Linked DNA regions of Sus scrofa: all the other regions are linked to region 2. A link is a contact called in public Hi-C and promoter capture Hi-C data. All regions are on one chromosome and are shown on one strand. The core of a region is the stretch at or near the end of the contact, and the rest is flanking DNA. Distances in the headings are between cores, read along the strand shown.

The links. Promoter capture Hi-C pulls out the DNA fragments that hold promoters and counts their contacts. Hi-C and Micro-C count contacts between places; a contact is called where the count stands out from the background.
Region 1: a promoter capture Hi-C map of fetal liver shows a contact between it and region 2, with 3 times the contacts expected there. The contact joins the promoter of CLEC16A here to the promoter of ZC3H7A in region 2. A contact is called at or near these places in 3 of 5 promoter capture datasets (fetal liver, fetal skeletal muscle and liver), 6 of 47 Hi-C or Micro-C datasets (embryonic fibroblasts, fetal skeletal muscle, heart right ventricle and 3 more) and 2 of 2 datasets of contacts at active chromatin or transcription factors (alveolar macrophages and skeletal muscle).
Region 3: a contact with region 2 is called in a Hi-C map of embryonic fibroblasts, with 3 times the contacts expected there. The contact joins the promoter of SOCS1 here to the promoter of ZC3H7A in region 2. A contact is called at or near these places in 3 of 5 promoter capture datasets (fetal liver, fetal skeletal muscle and liver), 4 of 47 Hi-C or Micro-C datasets (embryonic fibroblasts, epiblast stem cells, heart right ventricle and 1 more) and 1 of 2 datasets of contacts at active chromatin or transcription factors (alveolar macrophages).

What each region holds. Positions count from the first base shown.
Region 1 is chr3:32,156,194-32,159,798 of Sscrofa11.1, reverse strand. CLEC16A (protein CLEC16A) reads left to right here and starts at 1,456. Exons shown (of 25, transcript XM_021086617.1): 1 at 1,456-1,739. The coding sequence starts at 1,660.
Region 2 is chr3:31,330,562-31,334,005 of Sscrofa11.1, reverse strand. ZC3H7A (zinc finger CCCH domain-containing protein 7A) reads right to left here and starts at 1,520. Exons shown (of 23, transcript XM_021086593.1): 1 at 1,376-1,520.
Region 3 is chr3:31,880,363-31,884,218 of Sscrofa11.1, reverse strand. SOCS1 (suppressor of cytokine signaling 1) reads right to left here and starts at 2,328. Exons shown (of 1, transcript NM_001204768.1): 1 at 1,497-2,328. The coding sequence starts at 2,275. The coding sequence ends at 1,613.

The DNA.
Region 1 (3,605 bases), core at 207-2,706, 830 kb before region 2:
CCTTCATCTCTCCAAATTCTGGCTGCTGGAAGGTCCAGCCCCGCGGTACGGGGCGGGATGGGAGTGGGGGGAATCTGCGTAATAAGGCAGGTCAGGTCTGCAGCAGGAGAATTGCTTCTTGTTTTTACTTTGAGAAACTTGTTTTAAAGCAGTAATAATGCACGTGGTTTTAACCAAGAAATACACAGAAAAGTAATTTCCCTCTGATTCCCCTCCTCAGGGGCAACACCTGTACATCCACCAAGCAACTGATCTTGCCCAAAGCACCCTCCAAAGCAGTTAAGCAGGCCACACTGAGCTGGGTGCTTTACATGCATTGCTTAATTGCAGCCAGATGGGGAAGTGTAGTATGTCATCCCTTTCTACAGACGAGAAAACTGAGAAACAGAAGGACTCTGGAAGCTTCTGGGCCTGTGGGTGTTTGGAGGACAGAACCTGCCCTATTTTCTCCATGACTGTCTCTTGCTCCTTTAGGTGAACTGCAGAGCAAACCATTAATCCTCCAACTGGTGAAAATGAAACAAACTGTCATTCATTTATTCACTCTGCCAACACTTGTTGAACACCTATTATGTGCCAAACTTTGTGCTAGGCATTGGGGAGAACATTGGCTTCTTAGTCCAATTCTGTCCTAAGCGACACAGTAGACCTTTGATAACTATGAGGTGTAGAAATGAATACATAGGAAAAAAATTGCCTCCACAAAATTTCTCCCTCCTAATCCAGAAGAGAAATGTAGATACATCTTGGCTGGTGTAGGAAGCTGGGTATTTCCTTATTTTTAAAAACGTGGTTGTTTTGGAAATGGTATGGATTTTGGGTGAAGACCAGAGAACTCTGAAAGTACAGGACGTTCAATTTTGGTACATTGTTGCTTGAAGGCCTTTCAATATTTATTTTTTAATTTTAGTAGAAAAAGAAAAGTTGTGAGGATAATTCAGACTGTTACCAATTTGGTGCAGTTTTGTTCATGGGGGATAAAAACCAGGGTGCCTGGGTTTGAACCCTGGTTCTGCCCCTTAATAACTGTTATGACCTTGGACAAGTCAACCCTTCTGTGATTCAGTTTCCTTCTGCTAAAAACAGAGATAATAGTACTCACCTCAGAGGGTTTTTAAGAGAATTAAATGACAATATATGTAAGCCGCTTAGGGCAGTGGCACATAGTACGCCAAGCAACAGGTATTCTTATTCTTATCATAAAGCTAATAATTATTAATATTGTGGTAACTTTTATTCACGCATCTTCACGGACTCATTTCTTAGGGCTTCGCCCATAGCTTTCCCGTTCCCGCCCATCCAAGCAATACTGCGGACTACCCCCGTCTCGCTCCGCCTCTTTTCCGAGGCCGCTGGCCCGCAGTTGCGTGATGCACGCTGGGCCTTGTAGTTCGTACGTAGAGTCCTGGCAGCAGGGGCGTCGAGGGTGAACTGCATTTCCCAGCTCTCCTCGTGGCGGCGGCCGTAAAGCGCGGCGGTCGAACGGCCGGTTCCGGCTGAATGTCAGTGCGGGGCTGTGGGCCGGATAGGAAGGTGGTTGGTGGTGTCCCCGCCACCCCCTTCGTTACCTCCTCCGTTTCTGCCGCCGCAGCAGGCGTCCAGCCGCTCAGCCGCTCGGGCATGAGACCGTGAAGCAAGCAACGGGCCAGGGCCGCCGACATGTTTGGCCGCTCGCGGAGCTGGGTGGGCGGGGGCCATGGCAAGTCTTCCCGCAATATCCACTCCTTGGACCACCTCAAGTGAGTGTATTGGGGCAGAGGGGGGAGGCCGCGGGGCTGGACGTGGGGTTGGGGGCGCATAGCCCTGGGCCGGGGGCGCTGGGAAGTGTGAGAGCGGAGGCGGAGGGCTGAGAGAGGCGCCCGAGAAAAGCTGTGTGGTAGTTAAGAGCTAAGGGCTCTGCGCTCAGGGCGCCTGTGTTTGAACCCTGACCCCGTAGCTCCTCTCTGTGTGACCTTGGGCAAGTCGCTTGGTTTCTCAGAGTCTCGGTTTTTGCATCAGTAGAGTAAGGGGATGAGATTTCAGTTTACGGATGCAGATTTCGTTCTTGCCCGGGTCGGACAATGGGCACCAAGCTTCCCCGGGGTGGTACTTCTTAGGCTGGACAGCTTGGGGGTCGGAGGTTTGGATCCTGGAGTCAGAGACATGTGGGTTCGAATTTAAGTGTGTGAATTTAGGCTTCTGTTTCCTCAGTGGTAAAATGGATATAGTGACAGCCCCTGCTTCCTACCATTCTTTTGTGGGTAGAATAAGAGAATGTACAAAAAATTGGAAGCTTGTCCAAGTGCTTGATAAAGGACAGTATTTTTTTTTTTAAATTAGTTTCTTAGGAGAGTCTAAAGAGGGACTGTCAGAGTAGAGCTTTGGGTGAGGACAGGTGGCAGAGGTGGTCCTGGGAAGCAGAAAGAAGTACAGAGTGGCTTTGCAGTCAGATCTGCATTCAAATCCTGATTCCACCATTTAATGGCTGTGTGACCTTGGACAAATTGCTTCACCTCTCTGAGCCTCTGATTCCTCATGTGCAAATGGGGGTGACGAACATTGCGCAAGGATTCAGTAATGCTGTTCGTGGAAATAGATCGATCCGCTGTCTGTTATTCAGTAGGTGGCCAATAATGGTAGCTGTGTTTATTAGCTGGGCAAGGGCTTCTCAGACCACCCTACCTAAACTGCTTCCCTTACCCCAATTCCTTTCTGTTAGAGCTTTCTCTTGATTTCATTCGTTTGATTCATCTCCACTATCTGCAGTTACCCTGTTGTTGTTGTTGTTGTTATTTGTTTTTTTTTTTTTTTTACTACTTTTCTGTTTTCTCCTAACCTGGTACCTCCAGGAGGCCAGAGAACTTGTTTTGCTTACGCCTGTATTCCCAGCATCTAGCTCTGTGCCTGGCACACAGTAGGAGCTCAGTGGATACTTAAAGAATGAAAAACATGGGAGTTCTGCTGTGGCACAGTGAACTAAGGACCCGGTGTTTCCGCCGCTGTGGTGGAGGTCACAACTGCAGCTCGGATTCAGTCCCTGGCCCTGGAGATTCTACATGCTGCAGGTGTGGCTGAAAAAGAAAAAAAGGAAAAAAGAAAGAGAAAAGAATGAAGAAAATGAATGAATCGGGGAGAGGTGTAGAGTATGCAGGCAGAGCCCAGAGCTCAGGGTGTGTGTGTGTGTGTGTGTGTGTTGCCGGAAGTTGAGACCTTTGAGGAGGGAACGGCTTTGGGGAGGAAGATATAGTGGGGGTGGGGGGGATAGTCAACCTTTTGTGGTAATCAATTGGTTGGTTTCCAGAAGGAGCACCCAAGATTATTAATAGAAAACGGGTGGAGGAGGTGGGAGACAGGGAGCAGTAGGAGGAAGACAGGGGCCTCCGGAAAGAATTGGTGGGAGGCAAGTTAGGTAGGGGCTTCTCATTTGGCAGGGAGCAGGGGTGCTATAATTCCAAGCTGTATCCTTTCTAGCATGCAGCAGGCATTTAATGTTTGTGGGTCTCAAAGAGTGGGGGGCAGGAGGGATTGTTATGTAGTGAGGAATGGTTTGGGGAGGTGGCAATGAGAGGGGACAGGGAGAGGAGAGAGGCCTAGGTTCAGGAGGGTGTGTGTAGAGAAGCAGGAGT
Region 2 (3,444 bases), core at 271-2,770:
TGCAAATGAGGACAAAATCCTCCTTAAGCCATGGGCTCGACAGTTCAGCGGAGGGTGAGAAGGAAGAGTGTCTAGGAGAGAGGAGGCCACATGCCATCAGAGAAGCAGGCAAAGAGAAAACAGATGGCAGAAGCTCCTACTACCCCTGCCCTCATTCCAATGCTCCAGCTGAACGCTGTCCAACAGAAATATGCCAGTCGTACATTTAATTTTCAATGTTCAAGTAACTGTGTTAAAAAGAAGTAAAAAGAAACCAATGACAATAATATATTTGAGTCAACCCACTATGTTCAAAACAGTATCATCTCAACCGCTATTATTTAACTTGGAAAGAATTATGAATGAGATATCTTTACTTTTTTTCCTTACTAAGCGTTCAAAATCAGGTGTGTCTTTTTCACTGGGAGCACATCTCAACTCCGTCTAGCCACATTCCAAGTGTTCAACAGCTCCTTGCGGCCAGTGGCCACCTTCCCGGGCAGGGCACCTCGAGTCTGGGCAGACCCTCGGTCCTTAAATACCAAACACGGCACCTTCTTTCATGCCTACATTCCGGGGGACAGGGAAAATACTCAACTCCCGATAAATTCACCCAATCAGGGTGCAGGCGCGACCTCTCGGGGACCAGCCGGAGCTTTCCAGCTGGACCACACCCCGGCAATGACCGTCCCCAACAGGAAATTCACGCTAATGGGAACTGACAGGTCCTCATTCTTTAAGGGTGGGGAAAGAAACCTAAAGCCTGGCCGTCTCCAGATCCACAAAAAAGATAGGAAACAATTCGCCGCGCGTCCTAGACGTGCGCCCCGCGCAAAAAAAAAGGGGGGGGGGGAACAGCCCGAAATAAACGAGCCAAGCGCACCGGGCTCATCCTTCCCGCCCCCAAACCTACGGTACTGAATTAGGGGTCCCCGATCACAGAAACAGAGAGAAATAATGAAAACAAAAAAATCCTTTTTTTTTTTTTTAGTTAAATAACCAGAGAGGAGGTATTTTGCCAACGGAAATGCACGCAAGCATGGGATGGAGGGAGCGGGAGCCCTCTACGCCCCGCTAGGGGGACACGCGCCCCCAGGGTGAGACCCCCGCCGCCCCCATCGGAGGGAGGGGACAAGGACCCGCCCGCCCGCGGAGCCCCGCGGCGGCGCGCGCTCGGACCGCCCCTCCGCAGGGGCCGCGCGCCCTTTGTGGCCGAGCCCTCCGCCCCCTCGGCTGCCGCGGGGCGGCCTTGCGCGCCGCCCCTCCCCCGCCCGGCGTCCGTTACCGGCGCGCGCGAGCACGAGGCGGCGGCGGGGGCGCGCCGGGCGGGGGCGCCGGCGGGGGAGGGGCGGCGCGCGGGCCGGGAGGGCGGCGGGGCCCGGCGGGACCCACCTACCTGCGGGGACGGCCGCGCCGGGGGACGGACAGCAGCGCGCGGTGAGCGGGCGGCGGCGGCGGCGGCAGCGGCCTGGGCGCTCGCTCTCACCTTCCCTCCGCGACCGGCGGCGGCGGCGGCTCCGCTGCGCCCGCGCGGCGCCCTCTAGTGGCCGGAGGCCGCGCCCGCCGCCCGGGAGACGCGGCCATTGGCTGCGACCGCGAGCGTCGGCGCCGGGGGCGGTGGCGGCGGCGACGCCACGTCGGGCCGGGCTGCAGAGATCCTCCGCCGTGGGTTCCGGGGCCGCCTCCCGAGCGGGAGCGCGGTCCGCAGCGGGCTGGGACCGCGGGAGGGAGCGAGTAGGGCCAAGGGATGCTCGGACGCGCCGGTGCTGAGAACTAATTCTGGGTGGACGTGCAATTCACATGCGCCGTGGGTGTTTTTTCTGGGCAGCGGCCCTGGAGCCGAAGAGCAGGGAGTTAGAACAGCGTCTACCAGGGAGCTGACCTAGTTTCGGGTATGGGGAGGCCTCCCCGGAGACACTTTATTTAGCAAATCCTAAGCCGGTGTTTCGTACTTTGCCAATTGTAACCCTTCGGAGCCTCAGAACAAGCATCGTTGTCCCCATTCCTACACCCCTACAGCAGAGGAAGGGGGGCAGAGCTCAGGAGCAGCTCTGGGTTGGACCCTGAGCGGGCCTGGCTCCCTGCCTTTCAGGTCTCCGCCCAAATGCCACCTCATCCACCTGTATTTTCAACAGCCCACTGTGCTCTAGGGCTCAGCAGTGGGCAAGGCAGGGTCTCTGTCCCATAGCGGGATGGGGAGTAGCGGTGGGGACCCTCCGAGACGCGAAGGAGACCATTTCCGACGGTGTAAACCGAGATTACAGCAGGGGAATGAGACCGTGATGGGCGGGCTTCACTTACGGTAGAGGGATGACTCTGGGAAGGTTCTGAGAAGGTGATGGCCAGGGAGATGGAGAATGTTCTCCAGGCAGAGGGAAGGGCGAGTGCAAAGGCCTTGAGGCTGGAGCTTGAACAGGAGAGTCCTCTTTGGCTGGTGGCAGGGAGGGAGGGTGGGCGGGTGATGGGGGACTTTGGAGTTTATTCTGTGTGGCACTAATGGGTCTGATTTGGGAGTGACAGGATGTGATTTGCACCTGAGAAAAGCTCTCTGGCTACTGTGCAGAGACTGAGCCATAGGAGGGGTGAGAAAAAGGGAGAAACTAGCCCGGTGACTCTGACAGTGGTCTGAGTAGATTTACAAACCAGATGTATTCATTAGCTCAGGCTGCTGTAACAAAATATGGCAGGTTTGGAGGCTTTTTTTTTTTTTTTAATTGAATTATGGTAATGTGTTAATTTCTGCTGTACAGCTAAGTGACTCATATATCCACACAGGCACACCCACATCTACATAACACGCATTCTTTTTCGTATTCTTCTCCATTATGGTTTATCACAAGATACTGAATATAGTTCCTTCCCTGTATTATCCAGTAGAACCTTGTTATTTAGCTTGTATATACTAGCTTGGATCTGTTCAACCCAAACTCCCAGTCCTCCCTTCTCCCCGCCCCCCAAGGTTAAGTCCGTTTCACCTGCTTAAGTCCGTTTTCTATGCACAGACCTGGAGGCTTAAATTAGAATTCATTTTTTCATGTTCTGGAGGTTGGAAGTCCAAGATCAAGGTGTTGGCAGGGTTGGTTTGTGAAGAGAACTCTCCCCTTGGCCTGCAGAGGACAGCCTTCTTGCCGTGTCTTCACGGGGCCTTTGCCGGGTATGTAAGCATTTCTCTTCCTGTAAGGACACCTGTCATGTTGGCTTGCCCCCCGCACCTCATGACTTCACTTAATTACCTCCGGGGAAGCCCTATCTTCTTGTTAGGGGTTAGGGCTTCACCATGTGAGTTTCGATGGACCCAGTTCAGTCCACGACACAAGGTATGTGCTGTGACAGAAACATTCAAGTAGAACTGACAGGGGCTGGCTTTAGGGGAAGCCCCTCTGAGGAAGGGGTTCTTCTGGTCACTTCAGGTCTCAAACATCTTCTCTTGGAGAGGCCTTCCCTGTCTGCCACCTAATAAAATTG
Region 3 (3,856 bases), core at 1,079-3,578, 550 kb before region 2:
AAATTGCCAAAGCTCTCCGAGATCCTAAATCTCTCCTGGCCATCCTTAACCTTGAGGCCCGGAATCTATTTAATCCCCAAGACAAGCCTGGGCCGCCCCAGCTCTCTGGTTATCAAGTTAATTTTATGCTGCACTTTCAAGTCTGAAAGGTATTATTAAATATTAGGACACTCCATCACAAGCATGTCCAAGGCTGCAGAGGGCCATTCTGACTTCTAAAAATGAAGTGTAATGTGTCTGTGAGGCTGCTTAACCCTAAACCTGAAAGTGGCTCAATCCACCAAGAGCAGCAGCTCAGGTGTGAGTGGCCAGCAGGCCGGCCACAGATGCAGGAGTAGCCTGGGAACCCTCTGGTGATGCTGGCCAGCCCAAGTTCCCAAAAACACCACCTCCTCCAACCACTACGCATCAGTGCCTGCTGCTGAGGGTTACAGCAAAGCACCTCTTCCAGCCAGCCCATTTTAGAGGTAGTCACTGAGGCCCCGAGAGGCAAAGGGAATTGCCCAAAGCCGCCAAAAGGGCCCTCCTTCCACCACAGACCACAAAGCGTCTTTCTGGCTCCAAGTTGTGTGTTCACCAAAAAGTACATGAGTTAGAAGAGAGCGGGAAGAAGGAAGTCAGACCCAGCACTGAATCCCCATCCCATTTAAACTATGTCTCCCTAGATACTGAGTTTCAGAATGTGCCACTCCTTCCAAAAACTCATCGAGCCCCCACCCCCACCCTCTTCCTGGAAGAAGTTGTGGTCATAGAATGAAAGAAGTTTCCTCTCTGTCATCCATTTCAGATTTCTGGGAGGACAGCCAAAAAAGGCCATAGGGATGACCACAGGCAAATTTAAAATGCCTCAGTGTTCTCTTCTGTAAGATGGGGATTAGAGCCTTGCTTCATAGGGTTGTCTTTATAGATTAAGTCAATTTAAGCATGTGAAGCACAGAATAGGGCTTGGCACACATTAAGTGCTCAAACTCGAGCTGCCATGTTACCAGAGACAAGACCAAAACTAGACAAACTGTTCCTCTCCCCTTGAGCACTGTGGGTAGAGCCATGCAGGGCTCCCAGCCAGAACTTGGGCCCCACACGGCCTTTGGCCAAGCTGAACAGGTCAGTCTTAGGACCCCGGGGACCCGCTCAGAATCATGGAAAACCTTTGACCAAAGCACACGCTCTAGAAACCTTTTTTCTTAAAAAAAAAAAAAACTTTCATAATAAAGTTTATTACCTAAACTGGTGGTAAAAAATATAAAATAGGATTCTGCACAGCAGAAAAATAAAGCCAGAGACCCTCCCCCAACCCCTGGTTTGTGCAAAGATACTGGGTATATGTAAACATGAAGAGGTAGGAGGTACTGAGTTCAGGTCCTGGCCCCAGATAGTTAAGTTAAGCTACTACCAGGGGGACAACCAGGGGGACCCAGAGGGAGCACCAAGAGGGGGCACCCCCACAAGAGGTGGGGAGGGGTCTACGGGAGGGGTCTCCAGCCGAGGGCGGGAGGCGCCTCGCCCCCACACTCGCTCCCTCCAACCCACATGGTTCCAAGGAAATAATAATTAATAATAGAAAATAATAAGGCGCCCCAGTTAATGCTCCGTGCAGGGCGGGCGCGGCCGATCATATCTGGAAGGGGAAGGAGCTCAAGTAATCGCGGAGGACGGGGTTGAGGGGGATGCGCGCCAGGTTCTCGCGGCCCACGGTAGCCACAATGCGCTGGCGGCACAGCTCCTGCAGCGGCCGCACGCGGCGCTGGCGCAGCGGGGCCCCCAGCATGCGGCGCGGCGCCGCCACGTAGTGCTCCAGCAGCTCGAAGAGGCAGTCGAAGCTCTCGCGGCTGCCGTCCAGGTGGAAGCGGCCGGCCTGGAAGTGCACGCGGATGCTTGTGGGGCCCGAAGCCATCTTCACACTGAGGGCGAAGAAGCAGTTCCGCTGGCGGCTGTCGCGCACCAGGAAGGTGCCCACGGGCTCGGCGCGCAGCCGCTCGTGCGCCCCGTGCACGCTCAGAGGCCCCCAGTAGAAGCCGCAGGCGTCGAGGAGCGCGCTGGCGCGGGTGATGCGCCGGTAGTCGGCGTGCGAGCGGAACGTGCGGAAGTGCGTGTCGCCCGGGGCTGGAGCCGGGGCCGCCGGGCAGGGCCGCGGGCGCGCCGGGACCCCGGGTGAGGAGGAGGAGGAGGATGAAGATGAAGAGGAGGAGGAGGAGGAGGAATGCTCTGGCCGCCGTCGGGGCTCTGCTGCCGTGGAGATTGCATTGTCGGCTGCCACCTGGTTGTGTGCTACCATCCTACACGCGGGGTCGGCCGGAGGGGTGGGCCATAGCGTCCGGGGGTGCGCTGATGGGGGAGACAGTCAGTGAGCGGGGAGTCTGGGTGGGGCTGGGCAGGTGAGAACCCGCGAGGCAACTTAGGAGGGGTGGGGATCCGTTTCTAATGGGTCGAGGGCGCAAGACCAGGTCGGGGCGGCCCTTTGAGCCTCAGTGGTCTCATCTAGAAAATGGGCTTCCCCGTCCGCAGAGTACTTCCACGCGGCTGGGAGCTCGGTGGGGCTCGGAGTCGCTCAAAGTTTGGTTAAGAGAGGGGGGCGTGGAGAGAGGTGCTTTGGAGAAACCAGCCCCAACTCCGGCCACTCGGCTCCCCATTCGCCGCCCTACGGCCGCCGCCTGCTGGCCAGGCCGGGGATTGGCGCCTCGACTCCGAGATTTGCGCAAAGGCAGAAAAGCTGCGTTGCGGGAACCCCCAAGCGCGGGGGTCTGCCAGGGTGGAGCCAGCCGGGGCTAGGGGCGTGGCGGCCGCGACCCCACCACGCAGCGCCCGAGGCCGCCCTGGCAACCTGGCTGTCCTGTGCCGTCCTCCCCTTTCCCTCCCGCTTTCTTGCCCAGTGCCGGGCTCACCTGGCGGCGGGGCGCGGGGCGCCGCGGGCGGGGCGGCGGGGGTCTCCGGGGCGGCTCTCGTGCATGCTCCGGGGCCGGGAGCCGTGCAGCTGCCACGGCCGCAGCTCGCTCTGCTCCGCGCCCGCCCCTGCACCAGTCTTTTAAACTGGCTTGGAGGTGTGGTCAGTGAAGGCCCCGCCCCCTACGGCTACACCCCCCCCCCCACTACAGGCCCGCCCTTCCGCGCCACTTTCGGTTTCTTTTTGTGCGCGCCTCGGAGGCCAGGCTCGCTCGACCTTTGCCACAAATCCGGGAACCTTTCCCCGGGAGGCCCCCTGTCCTGATCTAGCCTCGCACCTGTCCTAGGACCCCTCTATTCAGGTCTCCAGCCCCATCCCTGAGCTCCCTGGGCAGTTCTCAGACGCCCCTTCGGACCTAGTGGCCCAGCTTCCCCCGCCCCCGCCACTGCTCTCGGTCGCAGATTTCTGCAGCCAACCCCTTAAGGATACTTTGGACTGACCCTAGCACATTCTTCTGCCCCATCAGGTGTCTCATCACCCACCTTGGCTAGATCTGGGTCCTCTACTCTGGAGCCAGACACCTCCACCCGCCCTTGGGGTCTCGTTTGGGACCCCTCCGGACTGCTTTCGCCATTGCTCTGCCCCGTAGTGCCGGAGCCTCTAGATGGCTGCTTCTGCGCCCCTCCCTGCCTGTTGCTGTCCCCAGTTTTGGCTTGGGCTTCCCAGGAAGCGACGATCTGACCACAGGCTTCGGAGGAACCCTTCGGCGGCGCGGGAGGGGCGCCTTCGCTGCTCACACAGTTCCTCGGAAACCGGGCGGGGCCGGGCAAGGTCGGTTGCCGGTGGCCTTGGCCGGCGCTCTACTACGCCGCAGCCGGAGAAACTGAGGCTCAGTGACTGGTGGAGGGGGAGCTCCGAAGGAGGCACGCCCTCCTTGCTTTTATTTCGGGGAGAGGAGCAGCTAGGCACTCTGGA